Linked DNA regions of Zea mays: region 2 is linked to region 1. Evidence: chromatin contacts called from public Hi-C data. All regions are on one chromosome and are shown on one strand. The core of a region is the stretch at or near the end of the contact, and the rest is flanking DNA. Distances in the headings are between cores, read along the strand shown.

Region 1 (5,478 bases), core at 1,197-3,696:
CTCTGTCAGCTGCACCTTCGTCCTCGCATCTCCACCTTCTTCAGCGTGGGAAAAGTAGCCCAGGAACATGTCGTGTTCTATGACGCCGGTGATCTGAAGCAGACGATCACTGATGCCGCGCAGGTCGCCGCGGATGCCGTCCTCGACGATGTAGTTGTCGTTGTCGGTGATGATGTACTGTTTCGAGTCTTCTTTCCCGTTGGCGGCGGCGGCGGGAACAGACCTCCGCCTGGTGTGGGATCCAGGCAAGCCGTCGAAGAGGCCGCAGATGAGTCCCAGCGCGTGGAGCGCGTCGAAGGGGATGACCTCGATGGGGTTGGCGCCCATGCAGCCGAGGCGCGACACGAGCTTGGACGCGTCGACGATGACGATGAAGTGAGCGCCAACGCCCACGATCATCTTCTCGCGGAACAGCGAGCCGCCGCGGCCCTTGACGATGGAGACGATGAATTCGGCCCTCTTTCCACTGGTCTTCAGTGAAGCGGCCGTGTTGTGGCCGTAGTTGGTGCCGCGGTTGAGGACCCTCATCGAACACTTGGTGAGCGTGTCGAAGGGTACATCCTCCTCAATGCTTGAGGTAGTTGGTGCTGCACGGCGCGCTCGCAGATCGCCTGGCGCTCGTCCTGCCAGAACTGCGCCACGAAGTAGCAGATGTAGGGGAAAGGGATGTCGGCGACCACCCACCCCTCGAGGATGCCCAGGGTGAGCAGCTCCATCCGCGGAACGGACGCACGGTTGAACGTGAACTCGCACGTGTCCAACGGAAACTGCGACAACTCCGGAGCAGAGTGCTCCTCCAGCGTGTCCGCCAGCGACAAGCTCGCCACGGTGAGTAGCTGCAAACCCCATGCATGCTCCATCTGAACCCATCATCACCAGGGACGAAGTGGATCGACATAGGCGCCATGGCTGCTGGGTTGCGACCTCTGCTCCGGTCTCATCTCTAGGAAGTTCGTGCGTCGCCACAGCCTCCACCTTGTCGGCAATGGCACCGCCCGATTCCTGCTCGACACCTCCTTCTTCGTCCAGAGTTTGGCGTCGGCGGTGGTCGACGGACGCCATCAACCTATTGTCGGGTGCAGGGGCCCTGTTGGTGGCCTCACAGGTGGGCGTGAGGTAGGATTGCTCGGATCTGTCGTCGGAGGAGGAATTGCGTCCCCTTGCGGGCCGCTCGTTGCAACGGCCAGCAAGCGCTCTAGCACCGGCTCCCGCCATGGCCTCGTCGCGGTACGATTCGTAGACGATGGAAGGATGCGACGGAGGGTTCGCCACGTCGCGGAACGGCTCGTCCACCTCCTCAGCTTGCGGCTGCAGCAGCTTGGCGAAGCGCCAGTCGAGTCGAGCCTCGGCCGCGTCGCGGTACGACTCGTAGACGATGGAAGGATGCGACGGAGGGTTCGCCACGTCGCGGAACGGCTCGTCCACCTCCTCAGCTTGCGGCTGCGGCAGCTTGGCGAAGCGCCAGTCGAGTCGAGCCTCGGCCGCGTCGGCGAGCAGCACCGCCGCCGCGTCGACGGTGGAGGAAGTGTATGGACCGTAGTAGTCGCCACGGTTGGAAACGTAGTAGTCGCTGCGGTTGAGGACTCTCATCAAACACTTGGCGGGCGTGTCGACAGGTACCTCCTCCTCCTCCACTAGATCTGGGACAGCGCCCACGTCACCAAGCGCGCCTACGGCCGTATCGCCAAAAACTGGCTCTACGGGCCCTTCGCCGGTGTTGATGAAGAAGCTGTCGGCGTCCGCATCGTGTGGTGCGTCGGGGTCGGTGGAGGATGGACCGTACCAGTGGTCGGCGAACTCGGTGTTGACATTCGCGACCTCGCCATCAAATAATCCTCCCCAGTCGTCGGCGATGACGGATGGCGCTGTGCAGTACCGCTCGCCGTCATCGAAGCATCCGCCCCAGTTGTCGGCGATGACGACGGCCCCAACGGCCGCAGCCCGGGTGGACGGCGCGCGGGCAGATGCGTCGGAGGAGGGGTGGTTGACGCTGGGCGGGGTGGGCGGTTGGTCGATGTACGCGGCAGACGAGAAGCGTCGGTCCCAGCGAGTCTCCCACTCGTCGAACCTCCTATTAAACTCGTCGAGGATGAGCTTGACGTTGAGAGTCATGGCGTTGGCAAATTGAAGTCGAGGATCGAACGCCTCTGATACCACTTGTTAACAGCACTAGCCTCTTGAACTCAACTAATAACAGCAAGGTACTAGAATGGAAGAGAATCTGGGTACAAGAGAGATAAAGCTGGGGAAGATGAACAGACTAGAGAATGGAGGAAGATGAACAGACTAGAGAACAGAGGAAGATGAACAGTAAAGAGGTTCTCTGTTGATTCCTTGATATCCATCGCCTGTGCAGCTTCTCCATTTTATAGCACAGAATACCCCCACTTGCCTCCTTTCAAGGGCCCACATGACAGTGTACTGACACTGCATGCCACGGTTCTCGATTTATGAGTCAGGCTAGTTTGGGAATCACAAAATGGTTCTCGATTTATGAGTCGGGCTAGTTTGGAAACCACAAAATCGAAGTAAATTAGAGGCTAAAATTTTCTTATTGAAAATTAAATAAGGAGATTTTAGTCTCTCTAATCCCTTCTAATTTACGGGCGTCTAAACTAGTCCTTCATGTGGTTGTGGCAGAAGGAGTGGAGGAGAAGCTGCTGGAGTTGCCTTGAGTGTGCAGCCGGCCGCGGCACGACCGTAGTGTCCTCTACTGCCATGGTGATTAGATGGACTGAGAAACGGGAGCACGACATGTTAGGGCTGATTGTGTGGATATGGCTTAGGTTGTGTTTGGATCCACCCTAGTCTTTTAAAAATTGGTTTCTATATTTGGTTTCTAAAAACTACCTTTTGACAAAAACTAGCAGAAGGTGTTTGGATCACCTAGTTTCTTAAAAACTGGTTTTAGCTGGGGAGACCAGCTTCTTGGTTTTTAAGAAACTGATAAACTAGTTTTTAGAAACTAAATAAAAAACTGACCTATTTGGAGACCTTTCAGCTTTTAAAAACCAGTTTCTAAGAAACTAGGTGGATCCAAACAGGGCCTTAGTAGATTGAGGCCTTGTTCGTTTGTGCCGGATTGGTGGGTCGGAACAATTCCTAACCGGATCGCTTCTCTAATTTATATAAACTTTGATTAACTGGAACGGTTCCGGTGCAATCGGACACAAACAAACGAGGCCTGAGTAAGGATTAAGAAAAAGGTTTGGGAGGGATTAATGGATTGTATTGGGCTGGATTAAGCCCTAATCCTAGATTCACTCGTGGGCCTTATTAGACACTATAAATCTTGTATCCGAATAACAGAAAAGGGAATCGAATCATTAAAAGGATTAGCCACATACCTGTGTTCTTCCTCACCTCTGATGAGGTTTACCTGAGTAGATCCACCTAGATCAGGAGAAGAGAGCTCACACCTCGGTTGGTGATACCGTGGGCCAAGGGCCATAACAAGTAGTATCAAAGTCTTTGATCCCTGGAAGTCATCAAGACGATGCCAAATTTCAAACCATCTGCTCAAACCCGGTTAATGCTGGAGGCAATGGTGTCTATAGAGCAGCGAGGGGAGGAGAAGTGGGAGCAGATGATGAAGGTGCTGGACCATTTGGGGAAGAAGTTGGAAGGGGTGGAAGCTGGTCAACAATGTCTGGAAGGTCAAGCTGAACTTGCAGCAACGGTGGCAAAAAAGGCAGAGGAGGAACACACCATCCTGGCCAGCCAGATAGAGGAACCTGGTAAGGTGGTGGCGCGTTTATAGTTGGAGGTGATGGCTAGAGAGTTGGAAGAAATAGGCTCTAGGTCATTAGGAGGGGCCTGATCAGGGTGATCAAAAAGAGGAGAAAGAAGAGCAAATTCCAACTGGTTCAGAGATGTTGGAGATCAGGGTGCAGGAGGACATGGATAACCAGCACAACCCAAGTACTCTTTCCCCAAGTTCCAAGGGCGGATCCTAGAATTTGGTTAGAGAAATGTCAAGACTACTTCACCATCTACCAAGTTGTTAAGGCAGTTTGGGCAATATCTGCAGCCATGTACATGGAAGGCAATGTTGTGATGTGGCTACAAGTGCACAAGATGAAGCATGGATTGGGAAATTGGATGCAATTCTCTAGAGATGTCAATGCAAAATTTGGGGTGGAGGAGTATTCCCAAGTCGTGAGGCATCTCTTGAATTTATATCAGAATAATTAAGTGGAGGAGTATTCCTAGGAGTTTGAGGAAGCTAGGTATGCTACATCCATGCACAACCCTTAGTTGGATGATATCTTCTTTGTATCTCAATGGAAGGGGTTGAAGGGAGAGGTGCAGAGTCCAATCATGACTCATATGCCTCAATCTATGGACAAAGCAATTGTTCTTGCTCAAATACAACAAGAAGTGCTGGAGAAAGGAAGGGTGAAGTTGCAAAAAGGTCTGGCTGCTAACAAACCCATGGGAAATACTCTGAAACTTGACATCAGAACATGGCTCAATCCCAGTGAGTTGATCAAAGAAAGATAGATAAGGGAGTTTAGAAGGGCCAATGGACTTTGTTTCACTTGTGGTGAGAAATTTGAACCTGGCCATCAAGGTAAATGTTCAAAGAGAGTGATGCCTCAATTACATGCTTTAACTTTTTAGGATATGGGGAAGGTGTTTATTGATGCAATGTTGTAGTAACTGGATCAAGAGGACAAGGAGATTGAGGAGTTATACATGCTCTCTTTAAATGCCATTAATGAAAGTTCCCTATGCCCGGGAACAGGATCTGGATGTCGCCTAGAGGGGGGGGGGGGTGAATAGGTGAATAATAATTATCACTTTATAACTTGAAATTCTTACTCTACTCGAAGGCTGGATCACAGTGGAATGAAAGACCCTTCGAGTAGGTTGTAGCGGAATTGAAGTTCCTGTCTTAAAATACCCTGCACTTCGAAGACAGCTTGTACCACATATAAATATTGAAGTGCAAGTATAAACAACAAATAAGACAGAGAAACAACACACAACACAGAGCAGAGCACACATACACAGGGATTTATCCCGTGGTTCGGCCAAGCCTAAAATGCTTGCCTAGTCCTCGTTGGAGTTAGCCACACCTTGGCTTGGAGTCTATTTCAACTCCTTCCCCCGTTTGCTCAGATCTGTCAGTGCGACAGGTAGAGCCTTCCACTATGTTGATATCAGTTACAACGATGCCGTGGATGCTTACAATCTTCTCGACAGCACTCCGGCAGAGTAACAATGCGCTCAAGATATTGCTCTAGCTCTCAGCAGCACTTCCCTTCTCTCTAAAGGCTTATAACTTCGCCTCTACACAAACTAGAGAGATACATAAGAGAGGGAGAGAAAGAATTGATCCAAATGATGTATGGACTTGTTGGCTGCACTTGTGTTCTTGTTTGAGGCGCCTAGGGGTCCCTTTTATATCCCCAAAGGGCCTAGGAGCCGTTGGAGCTTCATTTGGAAGCTCCCAGCCTTCCCTGGTTGCGGGTG
Region 2 (5,463 bases), core at 1,658-4,157, 970 kb before region 1:
GTTGGAGTGAGCCTAAGGTTGTACACTGTCTATAGTTCTATACCATATGTACCAACGGAGCTATTAACTATTGATAGCCTTTATTTAATCGCAGCGCTTCAGTACAAAAGATGTTTAGATTCCATTCGCATGAATAAATCAACTTTTGAGAACCAGTGGCACAAACCTTCAGCTTGCCATTGCTACAATGCATTTTCCCAATCCAAGTATCCAACTATTGTAGATAAAACAAGTAATAAACTTATATCCCCAACACACAAAATGAATTTATATATTACGCCACCCTGCATACATATTATTGAGATGGTTAGTCATATATATGGGGTTTCAAGAACCCACATATGGCCTTGCACTACAAGTAAAAGATGTAACAGCCTGGAACTATGAAGATTTCAACCAAAATCAAATTATCCAAACATCAGAACTAGGTTTCTGTTACAAATATTCATGAACGGATTTCTTTGAGTGTGCAAACAGAATTCCAAGAAAAATTTCTTAGTAAAATAAAGGGAGGGGGGCAAGGAAATAGAGTACAGAAAAGTAAAAATAGTCATACATGGGCAATATCAAAACCCAAATTGAAACAACAAAGCTATGTATTGACAACTAATCAATCGAAGGGGCATAAACTTTTCATGAAATTTGATATCACTAATCTATGCAGCCTGGAACGCTCCTTAAAATAAAATGTGGGGTATGAGCGTATTTACCGTAGTCCCTGAAGCTCGAATCACTCCTTAACATTAAAAGGTCTTGTAAGAGCATCCTACCTATTGTGCTGAACCTGGTGGTATGTTGCTGCTGCCACCACCCAACCCTGCTTTCTGCCCCAATTCTGCCAGTTGGTGAATAAACTCGGCCCCACTAAGAATTTCTGTTGCACCATATATAACATGTTTGGAAGGCTGTGAGCGTTGCTTTAGCTCTATCAAGCTCTTGTACTCAATGTAATTTCCACCACCGATCATGAAAACAACGGCTTCTCTGAAGGGTCCTTTAAACTGCCCACTAGTTCCTGACCTAGGAGCCCGTGGATCAAACAAAAGGTAGTCATCCACCTCTGGGTTTGGTTTCCCTTCCATAAGAGCTTCAACTGTTCTTGTCAAGGCCAGCTGCCTACTATCTGACAAGAGATTCTTCACAGCGCCAATGGACTGCCCATACAGCTTCTCTGCCCAATCGACGATGTTGCTCTTAGTTGCTGTGCCTGAGGCAGCTGCAAATTGGGTATTCAATAATGCCTTTATCCTCTTCACATACTGAAATGCAGACATGTCAACTTCCGATTCCCGCAGAGCGGCCTCAACCTGCTCCAGCTCAGATGATGGTGGTGTCGCAAAGGACAGCAGGTAGGTCACAGCTAGCCGAAGCTTATCTTCCTTGGTACCCTTCCCTCTGATGAGACTCAGCAGTGTATTCCGGTCGACAGTGCCACTCACAAGCATATCATTTTCACAGCTGCAGTATCCATCCAGAGACCTCTCCTTGATATGCCCAAGCAAAGATGTTGCAATATTGGTGTGCTTATCAATCATATTCTTCCGCTCTGTCAGTTCTGGCAGTGAGTTCACCGCATTCATGAGATGCTTAGTGTTGCCAATTAGATCAGTACCATCAAACTCAACCCCAACCTTGCCACCACCAGTATGCTGGTTCACCTCATCCACATCCTGCTTGTACTTGGCAAGCTGCGCTTCGATTTCCTCAGCAACTTTGGGGAATGGAGACCAGCTGTTTGCCACCCAGAATTTATCAGAGTCATCCAATTCGTACTTCTCTGCCGGCAACTTCAGCTTGTTCTGCTTCAAGCCAAGCACGTCGTGCACCAATGGGCGGTAGCTCCAGTCGTGCTGCACCCCTACAGACAGCTCGAAATTCCTGTCGAAGAGGCACAGCACAGGGCGCTGGAATGACGTGACAGCGGCAGATGCAGCCTCCGTGAAGAGGTTGGGCTTGGCGAGTAGGTGATCGCGGAGCCGGGCGTCGAGGGCGCCGGCCACCATCTCCGCTGGCCCGCCGCGCGCACAACTGATGACAGGCACAACACCGAGCGTGGCGACTACGCAGAAGAGGCCCAGCGCGACGGCGTCGACGAGGGCAGTGATGTCGGCGTCGGCAGCGGCGGGGTCGTTGAGTGCGACGTAGGCCCGGGGCTGCGCTAGCGAAAAGAGGTCATCCTCGATGCAGACGAAGTCGATGTACTGGTCAGCAACGCGCGCCACGCGGCCCGCACACGCGGGCGGAGCGGCGGCGCAGGCGGTTGCGAGGCGCTCCAGCAGGGGTCGCGGGACGGAGGTGGAGAAGTTGACGTGGAAAGACCCGTAGAGCCCCGCGGCGGCGTCGGCCGCTACTCGGTCCACGTTCCCGGGGGTGGGCCGGACGAAGTAGACGGCCGGCGCATCGGGCACCGCCTGCCGCGGACGATCGATGGCGAGGGTGAGGGTGACACCTTGGTGGCGGAGGTCGCCGAGCTTGAGCACAGGCGAGAGGATGGAGATACAGGGCGGATCCATAACCAGGATCTTGTACGCATCGTCCTCTCCCTGTCCCTCGCCGCCGTTCGGCAACTGCTGCTGGTTCAGGTGCAGCATCCGCACGATAACATCTGGATCAGAGGCAGTGAGCGGGATTAGAGCCTGTACAGACACGGACAATGGAGTCAGGGACTTGGGGCTTACCGAGCTGCTTGCGACGGAGGCTGAGCGTCATGGCGGTCCTCCGGTGTCTCGCCGGCGTGGATCAGATCGGATCTGAAGGGGGCGCAAGGAATGGAAAACTGGAGCAGGGAGGCGCGTTGTGCGACTAAGATTGATTGTGGTCGGACCAACCATCCAATTGTAACCGTTGATTTCCTCGGCTGGATGCTTCGATGCAAAGAATCGCCAACTTCATCATTAACTACGTCTGTGCTCTTGCCACGGGGTGCAGTTATAGATGTCCAATAAGCACGAGGTCCGTGAGCCCGGCACGAAACCCGCTTTTTGGGCCCGGTCCGAGCCCGGCACGGCCCAGTTATATGCGGGCCCGGGTCGGCCCGGCACGAATAAGCGGGCCGGGCTCGGACAGGAAATTAGGCACGGTGGGCTAGCCCGGCACGGCCCGTTTAGCTCTAAGCCCGTTAAGCCCGCTTTTTTTACACTAAAACGTGCTTTTCGGCCCGCATAGCCTGCTTTTCGGCCCGTTTTTTCGAGCTAAACGGGCCGGCCCGGCCCGTTTAGGCCCGTTGCGGGCCGGGCTCGGACAAGAAATTGAGCCCGCGTGCTTAGCCGGCCCGGCCCGGTTTTTTAATCGTGCCTGGCGGGCCGGGCCTAAAACGGGCCGGGCTTCACCGGGCCCGGGCCGGACCGGGCCGGGCGGCCCGTTTGGACATCTCTAGGTGCAGTGGGAGAGGGACCGCTAGACTACAAACATAATTATTATTTATTTTTAAATATTATAGTACAAATGGTTTAATGGCTAGCTCTAAATTTTTAGAGTAAGATGGCGTGAATTCTAGTGTTCGTTTTGTAGTATTTTTTTGTACGTGTTGTACGGACGTTAGGCGTTAGGCGTAGGGAGAGTAAAGCCCCAGGGTAGCATGAGATGTCCATATTAGGTTTTTAATATAGTAACTAATATAGTAACTAGCGAGTGCTTCGCTACAATTTTTATATATCTATAAATAGGTATTGAAATATTTATTCAAATAAAATTATTATTATTTTTAAATATTAAGCTACATGTTACATGGTTAGCCTCACATTTCTAGAGCAAGGGGTTATGGGTTTCAGTGCTCGCTTTGCATTATTTTTTTATATACGCGGACGTGATCAGATGCTCCCACATTAGATTCTTAATTGAGTAGTATAGATATAGATATAGATTTTATGATGAATCGAGATACTTATTTCAATGTTAAAACTTTGTATTATTTTTTCTCCATTACAAATAAATAGGCATAGAATCTGCTATGCAAATTAAGAAAAGTAAATCTTAAATTTGTTCTATATCTTCATAGATATTAAATTCAGATACGGATGTGAATTCAAATCCGGATGATCTTTCTGTTATTGTTATTGTAGAGAGCCAATAATATACAAAACTAAAAATTAGCATCAAATTATATACATACCAATTTTAAAATATTAAATTTATCCTAAAATATATTGAATTATTGCGCTTGAAGTCGAGTGGCAAGAGTAGAAATTATTTTTTTGGTAAAATGGAATACATTGAATCATCCCTAAAAACAACTCCAATAGTTATGCATAATTATACTACCTAAATCCTAGATTTAAAAATTCTCAAATAATATATGTCGAGTACCCAGGAACCGGGTGCCCAAAGGAAGCACCAAAACCTCTTAAACGGCCCACTCGCAGACTGGTCGACCCTCTACTGAGCAACCCTGCGAGGCAGAGCGGACAACCAGGTCCTCGGCCAAGCAACCCTGCGCGGCGGAGCGGACGACCAGGTCCTTTGCCAAGCAACCTTGTGAGGCGGAGTAGCCGACCAACCTGCTGTCGAGTAACCCCATGAGGCGGGGCAGGTAGGCGATCCTCTACCGAGCAACCCTACGAGGCGGAGTAGCCGATAGCCCGTTATCAGGCAACCCAGCGAGGCAGGGCAGACGACCAACCCTCTGCCAGGCAACCCTGCGAGGCGGAGCGGACGACCAGGTTCTCAGCCGAGCAACCCCGTGAGGTGGAGCGGACGACTAAGTCCTCTACCAAGCATCCCTAGGGGCAGAGTAGCCAACCAACCTGCTGTCGAGCAACCCCACAAGGCGGGGTGGTGGTCGGTCCTCGGTCGAGCATCCCTGCGAGGCGGAGTAGCAGACCGACCCGCTGCCGAGCAACCTCGCGAGGCGGACGCGGCGACCAACCCTCTGCCAAGCAATGCTACGTGGCAAAGATGACGATCAGGTCCCATGCCGAGCAAACTTGTGAAGGGGAAGGGTCGATCTGATACTATTGAACCGCGTCAGCACGACAAGACGCGTCACCACCAAACCACATCCGCACCTCTAGTATGGTGCCAAAAGGTCCATGTCAAACACAATGGTACGCTCTAGTGTACAACCTCAGGTGTATCCCCGCTGACTTGTGGGGCCAGCCAACTCCAGTCATGGGGACCTCAGCACCGAAGTCTCTACAGTCACCCACATATTGGAAAGGATGGGATGATACACCATACTGAGTGTACACCTACACATGCTTAAAGATGACACAAGGTTCATGACGTAATACAAAGTCGTAACAAGGCCGACCTAGAACCCCCATGATAAGTCTAATCTATGGGACCCACTAGGTACCGCTATGTCAACATTGAACTTGCTGCAGGGACCCGTATGCGGACGGACGAGGCAGAACGTCATACTAGGAGTATGGCAGCGCATGACCATACATACGGTGTCAGGAGGACTACGTCACCCAAGGGCACCAGGCTGAGTGTCACACCCGGTTTTGGAAGGCAAACCAGATG

Evidence for each region. Hi-C and Micro-C count contacts between places; a contact is called where the count stands out from the background.
Region 2: a contact with region 1 is called in a Hi-C map of ear, with 5 times the contacts expected there. The contact joins the promoter of LOC100382068 here to the promoter of LOC103639093 in region 1. A contact is called at or near these places in 3 of 25 Hi-C or Micro-C datasets (ear, tassel and an unstated tissue).

What each region holds. Positions count from the first base shown.
Region 1 is chr1:142,185,108-142,190,585 of Zm-B73-REFERENCE-NAM-5.0, reverse strand. LOC103639093 reads right to left here and starts at 2,446. Exons shown (of 1, transcript XM_008661897.4): 1 at 1-2,446. The coding sequence starts at 2,112.
Region 2 is chr1:143,152,245-143,157,707 of Zm-B73-REFERENCE-NAM-5.0, reverse strand. LOC100382068 reads right to left here and starts at 2,907. Exons shown (of 2, transcript NM_001366767.1): 1 at 2,679-2,907; 2 at 62-2,605. The coding sequence starts at 2,709. The coding sequence ends at 771.